Regions from separate parts of the Capra hircus genome. Here region 1 is linked to region 2. A link is a contact called in public Hi-C data. All regions are on one chromosome and are shown on one strand. Each heading gives the region's core, a stretch centred on a gene start, on an enhancer-like site or on the middle of the called end of the contact. The rest is flanking DNA. Distances are from core to core; before and after follow the strand shown. Region 1 holds the start of OGFOD3 (2-oxoglutarate and iron-dependent oxygenase domain-containing protein 3). Region 2 holds the start of WDR45B (WD repeat domain phosphoinositide-interacting protein 3).

Region 1 (7,061 bases), core at 1,844-4,343, 150 kb before region 2:
ATCTTCCCAATTCTGTTACATCCTTCCAGGCAAACCACCTCTTCCACCACATGGAATCCACACTGAGGTGGGGGGCAGCTCAGTAAAACAATGGCTATAGCCTGGGCAGTGAAGCCTGGGCCTGCCCCTGCACAGGTGGGGCCTGAAAGACTCACACTCTCCAGAACAGGTGTGAGCTAACCAACGTAGAGGCGGGGGGGGGGAGGGGGGCGGTGGGGAGGAAGGTCACCTGCGCCTCCCCCACCCCACACTACTTTCAAACCGATTCCCACCAATTCATCAAAGTAAAAACAGACGCATTTTGAACACACTGAATTCCATGTTAACATGCTGCTCTTTCCTGAATCACCTTGGCACTGCGTACCTTCAAATCTTCGGTGACTGTCATAATCCTCAGAGCAGGGCACCTCGATGAACCTGCCTGGCAGGATCTCACTGCGGTGAGCCAGGACCTCAGTGATGCCTTCATCACCCCCCAGGCTGCCCCAGAACAGGCAGGCGGCGAGTGCAGTGCAGGACCCCAGGACAGCGACTCTCAACCACTTCTTGCGCACATCCCGAGGCACCCGGACACTCTTGGTGCTGAGAACAGAAAACAGCTGTGGTCACCCGAAGGCAGCTGCGTGTGCTGAAAACGCAGACCACAATGACCAGAGACCCACCCACACTTAGTTACAGCCTCAAACGGTTCCCACAATGGTCATCATCAGAGCTACTCTCCATTAACCCAGAGGCACTTGCTAGCATACGAGAACATGGTGGGGAATATGCCCCTCGCCCCATATGACCAGACAGGGCTGACTATGCCCCTGAGGACAAGACGAACTGCCAGTCGCGGTCCCTCCCAGCCTGGCCATGTCCGTGGAGAACCATCTGGGAGATCCTGACAGAGCCTGTGACATCAGTCACATTGCCTGCATCCAAAAATGACTGACACAACCCCATGCATTGGCCCTAGGGTACACACTCACACACAAAGTGAACTAAGGTAGTGAAAGTCGCTCAGTCGTGTCCATCTCTTTCGACCCCATGGACTATACAGTCCATGGAATTCTCCAGGCCACAATACTGGAGCGAGTAGCCTTTCCCTTCTCCAGGGGATTTTCCCAACACAGGGATCGAATGCAAGTCTCCCACATTGCAGGCGGATTCTTTACCAGCTGAGCTACCAGGGTGAACTAAGGTAAACATGAACCAAACTCATTTCACTGAAACCACCAGCCAGCCAGGAAGGGATTGCAAGCACAACAGAAATGATTCAACACTAAGACACTTTCTGTACCACCGGGATTCACACTGCCTATGCAGAATTTGCAGGCATGTGTGTGTGTGTGTGTGTGCATGCACACGTGTATCTATGTGTCTGGATGGTGTATACCCACTCACATGTGTGTCTGTGTACATGTGTATGTGTTTTCTCATATGTGTAACTGAGCAGTCGTGTACTCTTGAGAAAAATGCGTAGGGCTTGAAGGACTGGCAGAAATAAGAAAAGCGATCCAGACATTCTTCTAGGAGGTGCACCTCGTGTCTTCAAGTATATGATTAATTCCTGAAAAGCAGGGAGTTTGCCTTCTATTTTTATATATCCCTCCACATTTCAAATTGCTATATATATAAAATCACACAGGCTTTCCTGCTGGCTCAGAGGGTAAAGAATCCGCCTGCAATGGAGGAGACCAGGGTTTGATCCCTGGGTTGGGAAGATCCCCTGGAGAAGGGATGGCTACCCACTCCAGTGTTCTTGCCTGGTGAATTCCATGGACAGAAAAGCCTGGAGGGTACAGTACATGGGGTTGCAAAGAGTCGGAGATGACTGAGCGACTAACACTTTCACACTTTTACTTTCTAACACACAAATTCCGATTAAATAAGTCTCAAGGTGGGCACAGCTGAGTCAGACCATATTGGGTGAATACATGCTCATTTTAAACAGGGAGCATAGATACCCAGGTCACAAAGACCCCCATCCTCACCCCTAGAACTGCTGTCTAGCCTCTAGCCCACCTGGTCTCCTCTAACTAGACAAGGGTGGGCCCCTAACTCCAGTGGGGCCAAAATTTCTCTTCCCCAATAGGGCAGGGAGACTGCCAGCCCATCTCAGCAGCAGGGGCTGAAATCCTACTGTGGGCACAAAGCTGTTGACACCCTCGCCTGGGACACCCCGGGGTGCTGAGACAGAAAGGGACGGAGAGGGAGGTAGAGACAAGAGGGGAAAAAACAGCCTCCTGGGCCAGATTTGGAAGCAATACTTCCCTGAGGTATCCTCAAAATAAGCACCCCTGTTCAGGGTAAGCTGGCCCAAATGCACACTGAGAATCTTGCCAAAACAGAAGTGGATTTGAAGCAAGGTCCATGGCCCATGGGGCAAGCACGACGAGAAAGTAATTTATCCTGCCCCTCGAAGGCTACCTGATGAGATCATTTATTCATCCATCGGGTCCCCCAACGGAGGACCATATCGTGCACAGCCCTGAGACAAGCACACGGAGACCAGACGATGGGGACCTCTGAGTCCCAGTCCCCGTGCGTAGTCTCGGAACAAAGCCCTCGGTACAAAGCCCTCGGTACACACTACGGCGGAGGTCAAGGGTTTCCCTACCGGCAGCTCCGCCCAACCCCGCCCAACCCCTTCCTGCGCCGCCCGGGCGGGATTCTGCCGGCTACGCCCCCCAGACGACCACGCCCCTCTAGGCGCCCGATTCGCCCAACCACAAACCAGGCCCCTCGCGGCCAGGCCACACCCACACTGCAGTGCCTTTCCGGGAAAGGCCCTGCCTGCACCAGATCCACCTTTTTCTGACCGGGCCATGCCCACAGCCACACCGCACCACGCCCCTGTTAGGCCCCGCCCCTCGGCCAGGCCCCGCCCATACCACCGTTCTCGCGCTCCCGGCGCTAGCTGGTACCTGCTCTGGCGCCGGCGCTCCGCCGCCCCGCTGCCCTCCGGGGCCTTGGGAGCACCCCTCCGCTGAGGTGCCATTAGCCACGCTGCCGCGAAGCTAGGCCGAATGCGGGAGCCGCCACAAGCCCGGGACGAGCGCTGCGAGAGGTAGCGCGAGGCCGGCGCAGCCGGGCACGCGAAGCGACACCCTCAGCCTTCAACCTCCGGGCTGGTGACCAGGCCTGAGCAATCGGAGGTCGAGCGCCGAGCGGGGCAGGGCGGGGACCCGAGCGCGACCTGGTTTGCTCCCCGTGGCGCACCTGCCTTGGCCGTACCCCGCCTCCCCTGACCTCCGCGGAACCTGACAAGCCTCCGAACCTTCTACTGAAGCGTGTCCTTGCCCCGCCGTGCGTGCTCTACCGGGGTCTCCAACTCCTCCTAGAGTCTGGAAGCCTTCTCCCCGCGGTGTCCAAGCCCTCCTCCCAGGGTCTCCGCACCCTCTCCTGTGGGATTTCCAACGCTCCTCTCGCTGGGCCCATGCCACACCTGAGGGCCCTGGGTCCTGTTGGTGCTTTGTATCTGTGAGGCCTGCTGTTTAGTTTACAACATTCAATTTCCCGTCCAGTGGGCAAGAAGTAAGATCTTAACCAGTTCTGTCAAGATACCTAAGATTCTGAATGAGTGGAATTAGCAGTGAGATTCATTCATAAGGATTAAGTCTGATGAAGGTGAGTAATTCATTGATACAGAGGGGGGAAAAAAATCTGGACTCATTGAATAAGAAAAGTGATCTGCCCAACAGTCCCCAAACTGGGGAAATCAGATGCCATTGCCTGGCAACTTACCTAGAAGCCCGAGAGACTGGGACAATTGCAGATCTACCTACCAGGTTGTCTGATAACAATAGTGACAATTCGCCCAAGTCGGAAATAATCATATATATATAGACCTGCAGGAGGGAATCAAAGAACTACACACTTGCAAGAGGGAATACTGACTTCTCTGTATCCTTTCCGTTTAGATTTTGCAGCAACTTACTTTGGTAAACAACTCTGAATGTGTCTGAATCAGGTAAGATGTTGGTGTTCATTCCTGCTGTTAGGGCTATAGAAAAGTAAGATTTCTCTCTAAACACAAGGAAGCACACCCAGGACTAATACAGACTTCTCAGCTCAAAAATTTTTCTTTTAACTCTATTCTCTGGAAAATACATTTGGGTTATAGTGGGGGAGGGGGTTGTTAGAGTTTTCTTTTTTATTATTTTTTCAAAATGTAAAGCAACTCGGCTTTGAAACATTCCAGTTTTTCAAAATGCTTTTTCTTAACTCATCCACTTCTCAGATAGCAATTTAGGTAATTGCCTTAAGAACTTTGTCATTGAGATTGTTTTGAATATAATTTATTTTTTTCAATCAAACTGATTGATTTCTATGTGCATAATGTTATTTTCTCTGCTATATTATAAAGTCCCTAAGGTCAGGGATTTATGAATCCTTGCACAGAATGAGTAGTTTGAATTGTGGAGCTGAATATATGATCAATATACAGAGATTTTCTTTCCTTTTCCTGTCTAATTCTATGTGTTTTATGCTTCATCCAGATACCTCCTCTAGTTTAACATAAACTAGTCAGCACTGATAAACTTGTGAGTTACTTGTTTTTAAATTATCAATGGCCTATTTTAAATCCTAGACAGTTTTCTCTGACCTAGGATAAATTTTTACAGTTTCTCCCTCCCTGCAACCAAGCTGACTCAAACTCTAAAAATTGAGTTTAATACTCAATTGTTGTTTAATACTGTTTTTAATACTGTTTAAAGTAGAATAAAATTGAGGATCAGTTTTCTACAGAAGCATCATATTGTGGGGCCTGAAAAATGTTTAAGAGATATTTGCCTGTTTTCACTGGCATAGTATATATAGGATAAGACAGTCTTTAAAACAGGAAATTATTTTGCAGTCATTTGTATTATTGTATATTATAGCCATCTTATAAGGAAACCAGTGCTGTATGACAAGGGTCCTTGTATTTGAACGTGGAGACAGACATCTTGATACATTTCATGTTGGTGAAATGAGTTTCCTCCTAGTTCACAGCAGGATTGAAACAGACATTGGAAGGACGTAACCATTAATTTCTTCACTAGGAAGAAGTGCCCAGAAAAGAGACTTTTTAGTTACATGACCTCAAAAAATAGTGAGATGTCAGGTTCCTCACCATTTAAGATGCGACTAGTTCATCTGGACCTGAAAGGAGCCCCGCCAAAGGTCTGCTACCTCTCGGAGGTAAGAGCTCCCTTTCTTCTTTAGAGAATCACTTTGCCTCAGGTTTGGTTATGAAGCTGTGAACAGTGTTCTGTAGACACATTCTTGGAACACAACCATGGGTTCTGAGTTGAGGCGTGGTGGCAGCAGCATAGATCTTTAATTTCCCCCATATCCCCTCACAAAGCAGATAGCAACCAGGATAGCAAAAAGAAAAAGAGAAAAGACAAAACCCCACAACCTCTGTTGTGAACCAAATCTTGTCTCCTAAAAAGATATATTTAAATCCTAACCCAGCAGACCTGTTAATATGACCTGTGATTTAAAGATAGGGTCTTTGCAGATGTCTCTGACATTAGATGAGGTCATATGGGAACAGGGTGAGCTCTAATCCAATAAGTGGTGTTTGTATAAGGAGAGGGGACAATAGACACAGAGGGAAGATGACATGAGGACAGAGGCAGAGACTACAGTCAATGCATCTGCATGCCCAGGAGGGCTAAGGATGCCAGAAACTCGCAGAATCCGGAAGAGACAGGGAGGCTGCCCCTTACAGCCTGGGAGGGAGCACGGCCCTGCTGACACCTAGATTTTGGGCTTCATCCTCCCAAGCTGTGAGAGAATACATTCTTACTATTTCAAGCCCCCCGGTTTGTGATGGCTTGTTATGGCAGCCACAGGAAAAGCATGTACTCTAAAACAAATGTAAGTTATCAGGGTTTCCCTGTGAACGCCAAAATGCAAGGGGTGGGGCCAAACCACGGACAGACAGCTCAACACTCCTGTGGGGTTAGCAGCTGGGCAGGGGATGGTAGAGGAAAGAGAAAAAAGAATTTAGGATCTTCCCTGGTGGTTCAGTGGCTAAGACTCCAAGCCCCCAATACGGGGGGGCCCAAGTGCGATCCCCAGTCAGGAAACTAGATCCCACATGATGCAAATAAGAGTCTGCATGCCACAGTGAAGATCAAAGATCTCACGTGTTGCAACTAAGACCTAGTGCAGCCAGATAAATAAAAATAAATATTAAAAAAAAAAAAAAAAGAATTCAGATGACTTCAAGACCAGGGAACCCACAAAATAGCCCAACAAATAAAGGTAAGTCAGAAACTGGATGAGATGTCACTGGCTCCAGATTGAGGATGAGTGCTCAAGACCTCAAGGCATTCCAAAATACTTTCCAGAAACTTCTTCCAGAAGGACAGAACCCCACACTCAGAACGCAATGTTGGGAAAAGACTCCATCTGGAATTGGGGAGTAACGTCGAGGTAAAGAAGAGAGAAGTTTCAAATACTGGAGGAACAGGATCCAGAGGGAGTGAAGACTGAGTGCTATGGAAGTAGCTGCACAAAGTCCATAACTGCTAATCCTTTATGTAACAGCTGCAGAGGGAGCCCGGGGCTGGCCCAGCTCCATCCCAAACATAAGAACCTGCTCTCCAAAATACAAGAAAACACATCTCACTGTAAAATGAGCACTAGGAAAGGAGTGTGGTGGTGCCATAGAGAAACATTGCCAGAAAATAGAGGACGATGATCTGAGTAACAGTGAAGGCGCACCAGCACCATGTGACCACAAAGCAGATGACACAGTTCTGTAATATTTCAAAACAAGATCAGAGATACTAAGAAAGTGATAGAAGCTATGGAAGAACAGCATGAGTTAGAAACGCCCAGGCCCACATGCTGTAACTAATGACCCCGCGTGCTGCAGTGAGCATCGAAGATCCCCCATACTGCTCTTAGAACCCACGGTAGCCAAATAAATATTTTAAAAAGCACAGAAAGCGACAGCCAGACAAAAGTAGATTGTGAAAAGATTGCCTCCAGACTCAGGAATGAATTGTAAGAAAAAAAAACAGAAATAGAGACTAAACTAGAAAAAGGACAAAAGCAAATAGACACCATGGGAACCA
Region 2 (6,477 bases), core at 1,626-4,125:
ATCTCACATATACATCACAATGAGATCTACTAAACATCCACCAAAATGGCCAAAATGAGTGTGCCAAGGCATGGGAATGGAGGGCAAACCAGGAAACTGTTTGCATGACTGCTACTGTCAATTCTACTCCTAGGTATATAAGCCTTGTAAAAATAACATGCATTCACTAAAAGACTGGTAATAGAATGGTCACAGCAGCACCCCTATGCTCAAAATGGCCCCAAACTGGGAACCTACCCAAATGCCTACCAAAGGTTGAATGGACAAACCAACTGTCATGCAGTCACACAAAGAAATACTGCACCCATGAGGAGGACCTTCAATTATACTCAACAGTATGGGAAAAAAGCTCTTGCAAACACGATGCTGAATAAAAATGCCAGAAACAAAATACAGTACAGAGACAGGCAAAACTAGTCCATGTCGCTGGAAGTTAGGCTGGGCGAGTGGCCCGAAGGAGCACGGCGTGCCAAGGCATTTGGTTTCTTACCCTGGGTGCTGCGGAAGGTGTGTTCAGTTTGGAAAATTCACCAAGCTGAATACTTAGGATACATGCACTTTTCTGTAAGAGTAATGCACTTCAGTAAAAAGCTAGAAAAAAGGTCCTACAAACACAAGACTGGAAACCACTCTCTAAGAAGGCTAGGCGTTATCCTTGCTATTTTGCAGGGTGGAAGAAATAAATTAACTGATTTTAGTTGGTTATCACACAACAGTTGGCATGAACCTTCCCATCCTTGCTATCTTAAAGCTAGTCTACAGAAGTGTGTCGACTCAAACCTTCTGTTTCCCACGGGAAGAGAAAGAAAAGCGGCAGCCGGATTACAGAGACGCACACATATCAACACTTCAGAATCTCGAAACTAATACAACTTATCTTTGGGAGATGATAAGTTAAAAGTTCAAACAATTTATAAGTTATGAGCAAAGGTTTCTAAAGCTAAAGTTTCAATGAGAGTGCTAAAAATGCTGAGTAAAAATTAAAAGTCAACAGAAAAACAAAATGTAACTAACTCAATAACCTGGCATACATTTTAATTATAGGGAATTAAGCTAAGGGTAAGCAAAAGGTTAAGTATAAATGCATTTTTTTTCCAGCAACACTTTATAGAAAATTATAAACTTCACTGGTTTCTAAAATAATTAGCTTTATTGTGAACCTCAATTATTATACCGAAACCTACTACAAGGATTCCTCATCTGGCCCTAAGACAGGTATGTGTGCTTAGTCGCTCAGTCGTGTGTGTATAGATCTTGGATTTAAAGGCCACGGAGTCAGTAAGCTTTGTGTTTCCGGTTTGTTTTTTAGGACTGCCTCTCCCTGCCCTTAATATCAATCAGTCATTTCTTTCCATTGAAAGCACATTTCTTAAGAAGTTGCTACACCACGGTTAACTCCTTAATGAGTTTTCAACTATCAGAACCTTTTCAGAAATCTACTGGCCCTCCTCTGGAAATCAAAATCCAAAGTGTTCAGCCACACACTGCCCGATGCCCAACTTCTGGCCCCCAAAGTGGACCCTACAACCCTTGCGGTCCCCAGCCCAGCCGCCCGCATCCCACATTTTTCCCCTCGTCCAACTCCACTCCTCCAAGAACTCTTCCCGCCCTTAACGGCTCCTCCCTGTAGGAAATCGCGGCCTCGCCTCGGTTCCCAGAACACACTTCACTGTCCCGGGGCCCTACAGTCAGAACCTTGGAGCCAGCACCCCACGCGCCCACGCGCTGACACAGCTGGGCGACCCCCGCCCGGCCTACGTAACTCTACCCCAAACTGGCTCCACAGACATGGATCCTGCAGTTCCTGCTTCTGGATCCTCTTCAAACGCGCTTCCAAAGCGAACCCTCAGAACAGACGCGGATCCCCCTCCCTGGGCTAGAGTGGGGCGCAGTCCGGCATCACGCAGGATTTCAGAAAGGCGAAAAAGGCCATCTCCCGAAAAGCCGGGCTGAACAGTCCGGTTGCCACCCAACAAAAGAAAAAAAGTGTGAGTTCGGCGGCATATTCTACGACAATCAGCAGAAAAGGTGAGGACCTTCGTGGACGAGGTCCTGGGCCTGCAGGGGCATTCTCACCTCGATGCGACCCCGTCCCGGCCGCTGGGGACCCTAAACCCGCAAGAAGAACCGACGCCGCCCCGGAAAATCCCATCACTGTCCGACCTGGATCGGGGTGGGGGGTCAGGGCGGCGGGGAAGCGGCCTGGGCAGGGGGGAAAGGGGCGGCCTGGGGGAGGAGGGCGGCTTCAGGGGCAGGGGAGAGAACGCCAGGGGTAGGGGAAGAGGCCTGAAGCCGGTGACAACGCCGCCGCAGGGCTGAGGGCGGGACCCCGCTAGGAGGGGAAACGGCGGCGGTGGGGGGGCCGGGGCCACTGACGGGCTCTCCTCACCATGGTCCTGGTTGAAGCCGGCGTAGAGCAGCCCGTTGCCGTGTGGGTTGCAGGGCAGGAGGTTCATGGTGCCGCGGGATCCACCGCGCCTCAGCGCCGCATGCCGCTCCGGGAGGTCGACCGCCGGGATCGGTCTGGCCAGCGCCGATGCTGCCGCGGCCGGAAGCGAAAGGCCCACCGCCTGCGCGCGCAGCCAGGGAACCGCGGAGCGCCGAGCAATCCACCCACGGCCTGCCGGGGGGGGCAGGGAACGCCGAGAGCGTCACGTCTCCGGGGGGCGGGGCCGCGTCTGAAGAGGGAGGGTCGACTCGGCTTGGGGGCGGGGCCTGACCTGAGAGGCGGGGTCGGATCTCTGGAGCGCGGGGCTAAGGGTGGGAACCACCTGACTGGGTACCCCAGCCGTGCCCCTCAAACCTCAGGAGCAGGCAGGACCCAGACTCTCATACTAACTCAAGCCCGCCCCCCCCGGAAATCATGTAAATTAAGGAAGGAGATTTTCTTATTTTTAATTGATAAAAGGATAAGTATCTCAGTATAAATAACAATGCTTTGTGGAGTTTTTAACAGGTGTGCTAGTAAAATGTTCGCGAAAAGAGCAAAATGGGTGGAAGTGAAGAAATGGAAGCGCAAATGTTCCTTGAACAATGCGGGGCCAGTTAACACGCAGATGTTTTTTTCAAGAGTACACGACCCTGGTTGGTTAGATCCTCAGCTGCAGAACCGTAGATAGCATGGATAAGAGGGAAGACTATAAATTAGACGCAGATTTCTTTACTGTGTGAAAGGCGGGTGTCCCTAACCCTTGTGTTGTTCGAGAGTCAAGTGTAAAGAGTCAAGTGTCTAGACTCTCCCACCCCCACCCTCCACCTCCCCATAGAGAGACCCCCGCCACAGGGACACAGACTGCCCCCCAACCGAGGACCCAGAGCTACCCACAGACACACAGCTGACACAGAACCCCCAAGGCACAGAGCCCCCTTCAGGACATGCAGAACCTCCTACAGGGACACAGGGCTCCCCAGGACACAAAACCCCCCTAACAGGCACTAATCTGTTCTGTATTAAAACCCAGCTTTCTCTTTGTTAAGAGGAAAAACACCTTCTAACGTTTTAACGGCGTAGGCCCCAGGAAGAGACACTTCTCAGAATGCTTTTGGAATGCTGTCAGTGTCCCTGTGACCAAGTGTGTCTCCACTAGGGGCTGGGCATCCAGTGAGTTGTCTGTCTACTGTGGGGTTATTAAAAGTGTCTTTTAAAAGATAAAATGTACTGAGCAAGGCCAGGGAATTTAGCCACCAGTGGAAAAGAGTTGCACTCCATCTACCCATCAACGGACAGATACGCAACACCAGAGAGGCAAGAAGCGAACACCAGAGCCCCTTATGTCCACGTGGATGAACATCAAGAGAGTCAATTCCTAGGCAGGTTGATAAGTCTGGGGTCCCCGAGGAGGAGAAAGTGGTCTGGAGCCCTTGAGAAGGAGGAAGGGGTCCCAGGCCGGGGCTCTCAAGGAGGAGAAAAGGACAACATTTTTTTTTTTCTATACTGCTTTGTATCAGTCAGTGTAACAAAGTATCTTGCTCGAGGACATGTTTCTCCTTAACAAGAACCTTCTGACTAATCTTGTTATCTTAAGAAGTATGTGTGGGAGTGGGTCTGGTAAGACCTTTCTATTGTTAATTCTAATCTTGTTAATTTAAGATGTATGTTGTGGGAGTGGGTCTGGTTAAAGTATATAAGGCCTTGATAAGACGTGGGTTGGAGAAGGAAATGGCAATCCACACCAGTGTTCTTGCCTTGAGAATCCCAGGGAGGCGGAGCCTGGTGGGCTGCTGTCTATGGGGTTGCACAGGGTACGACGTGACTAAAGCGACTTTAGCAGCAGCAGCAGCAGCAAGATGTGGGTGGGGGCACTCTCCGGCCCCCTTCTGATGTCTCTGTCAGAAGCTTTCTCTCTTTTTTTTTTTTTTTTGCACCAAAGGCATATCCTAGCTTTATTAAAGGGCCCACGCTACAGTCAACATAAAAACACAAAAAGTCCCATCAGTTTAATAATAATAAAAACCCCCAAAATGGAAAACTAAGGGGGCAAGGAAGAGGCCCCTGGGCCAGGGGCATAGGGAGCCCTGCTCGTGGCACCAGGCCTGGCCTCAGGGCCCGCTGGTATTGCTGTTCCTACAAGGTCAGGGGGCAGCGATTGTCCTGTGGAGCCACCGTTCAGCTAGGTCGACGACCCTTACTTCTGGGGTGTGCTCAGCTTCTGCATGCCCCAGATCTTGTCCAGCAGGCTCAGTGGGTTTGTTACAGTCAACTAGCAGCTCCTTGACCCTGACAGCCCGGGTATCATCGCTCTCCATGTCCAGGAGTTCATCCACATCGATTTCCAGCTCCGGGATCTCCTTTTCCTGGCAGTTGTAGAGGAGAGTGAGCTGCTCCAGAATCCACTCCTCCACGTTGAGATGCTTCCGTAGCTCCTTACCGTCATGCTTGACCGTTACCTTATCTTGCGGTCTCACTGGGCCCTCGTTGTCTGCGCCGCCCGGGCCCTCGCCTGCAGCCCCAGGGTGGCTCTGAAAGTGGTTGCGGGGCCCTGGGCCGCCACTCCCCGGTCTGGGGTCGCTGTCCACAATGGCCACGTGCGCGTGTCTGGCCCCTCCCTGCGCCACCGCTCCAAGAAGCCCGCTAGCTCCGGGCGGGCGGCTGGCTCGGGTTAGCTCCTGAGCTTGGCTCCGGGGCAAGGGCAGTGGTGGTGGTGGGGGTGCCCAGGGGCTTTCTCTGTCCCTTTAATAAAACTCTTGCTATACAAAAGCTCCTGAGTGATCAAGCCTGGTCACTGGTCCCAAAGCTAAATCTTCCGGGATCACAAATCCGACGTCATTCACTGTAAGCTATCAACATGTTGAGCGAAGAAAGCAAGTTGCAAAGCAGACCCACGTGCAGTTCCCTCTGCACAAAGCTCAAAGCAGGCAGACTCAGGAACCCGCTGTTGAGGGATGCATATGGACGTGGATGCAGACAAGTTAAGAAAACAGCACAGAACTGGCTGTGCTGTTGTGCTCAGTCTCTCACTCAGTCTGACTGCCACCCCATAGACTGTAGCCCGCAGGCTCCTCCATCCATGGGATTTCTCAGGCAAGAATACTGGAGAGGGTTGCCACGCCCTCCTTCAGGGGATCTTCTCCACTCAGGGATCAAATCTGCATCTCCCATCTCTTCTGCATTGCAGCCGGTTTCTTTATCTGCTGAACCATCAGAACTGGAGGTGGTGGTTTCTCCTGGAGCAGGGTTGTCATCTGCAAGAGGGGAGGAGCCTGTGTGGTCAGCTGGAAAACTCCCCCCAAGGTTGTAAATGTGTCCCCTTGTATGGCTGAAGCAACTCTGCAGATGGGATTATTGAATTTGAGGTGGGGAGAGGATTGGGCTGTACATGCCATCCCTTGGGAAGAGGAAGACAGGGTGACCCTGGAGGCAGAGATTAGAGCGGTACAGCCGTGAGCCAGGGAACAATGGCAGCTTCTAGAAGCTGGAAGAGGCCTGGAACTGAGTTCTCCTGGAGCGTCCAGGAGGAACCAGCCCTACCCACACCTTGATTTTAGTGCCTTAAGACTAAGGGCTTCTGACCTCTAGAACCATGAGAGAATAAATATATATTGTAAATCACCACAGCCAATGAATCAGTACATCATGTAGCAGGCTGAAGACTGGCCCACAAAGATATCAGGTCCTCATCCCTGCTGCTGCTGCTGCTAAGTCGCATCAGTCGTGTCCGACTCTGTGTGACCCCATAGACGGCAGCCCACCAGGCTCCCGAGTCCTTGGGATTCTCCAGACAACAACACTGGAGTGGGTTGTCATTTCCTTCTCCAATGCATAAAAGCGAAAAGTGAAAGTGAAGTCGCTCAGTTGTGTTCGACTCTTAGCGACCCCACGGACTGCAGCCCACCAGGCTCCTCTGTCCATGGGTTTCTCCAGGCAAGAGTACTGGAGTGGGGTGCCATTGCCTTCTCCGCCTCATCCCTGGAACCTGCAAATATTACCTTGTTTTGGAAAAAGAATCTTGGCAGCGGTGATTAAATTAAGGACCTGAG

Evidence for each region. A called contact is a pair of places that touch in the nucleus more often than the background predicts.
Region 1: a Hi-C map of blood shows a contact between it and region 2, with 2.0 times the contacts expected there. The contact joins the promoter of OGFOD3 here to the promoter of WDR45B in region 2. A contact is called at or near these places in 2 of 5 Hi-C or Micro-C datasets (both in blood).

The regions. Positions count from the first base shown.
Region 1 is chr19:49,702,005-49,709,065 of ARS1.2, reverse strand. It overlaps OGFOD3 (2-oxoglutarate and iron-dependent oxygenase domain-containing protein 3), which reads right to left and starts at 3,093. Exons shown (of 9, transcript XM_018065401.1): 1 at 2,910-3,093; 2 at 365-582. The coding sequence starts at 2,983. HEXDC (hexosaminidase D) reads left to right here and starts at 3,496. Exons shown (of 14, transcript XM_018065400.1): 1 at 3,496-3,612; 2 at 3,906-3,955; 3 at 5,031-5,169. The coding sequence starts at 5,065.
Region 2 is chr19:49,555,151-49,561,627 of ARS1.2, reverse strand. It overlaps WDR45B (WD repeat domain phosphoinositide-interacting protein 3), which reads right to left and starts at 2,875. Exons shown (of 10, transcript XM_018065394.1): 1 at 2,390-2,875. The coding sequence starts at 2,456. It also overlaps the pseudogene LOC102174974.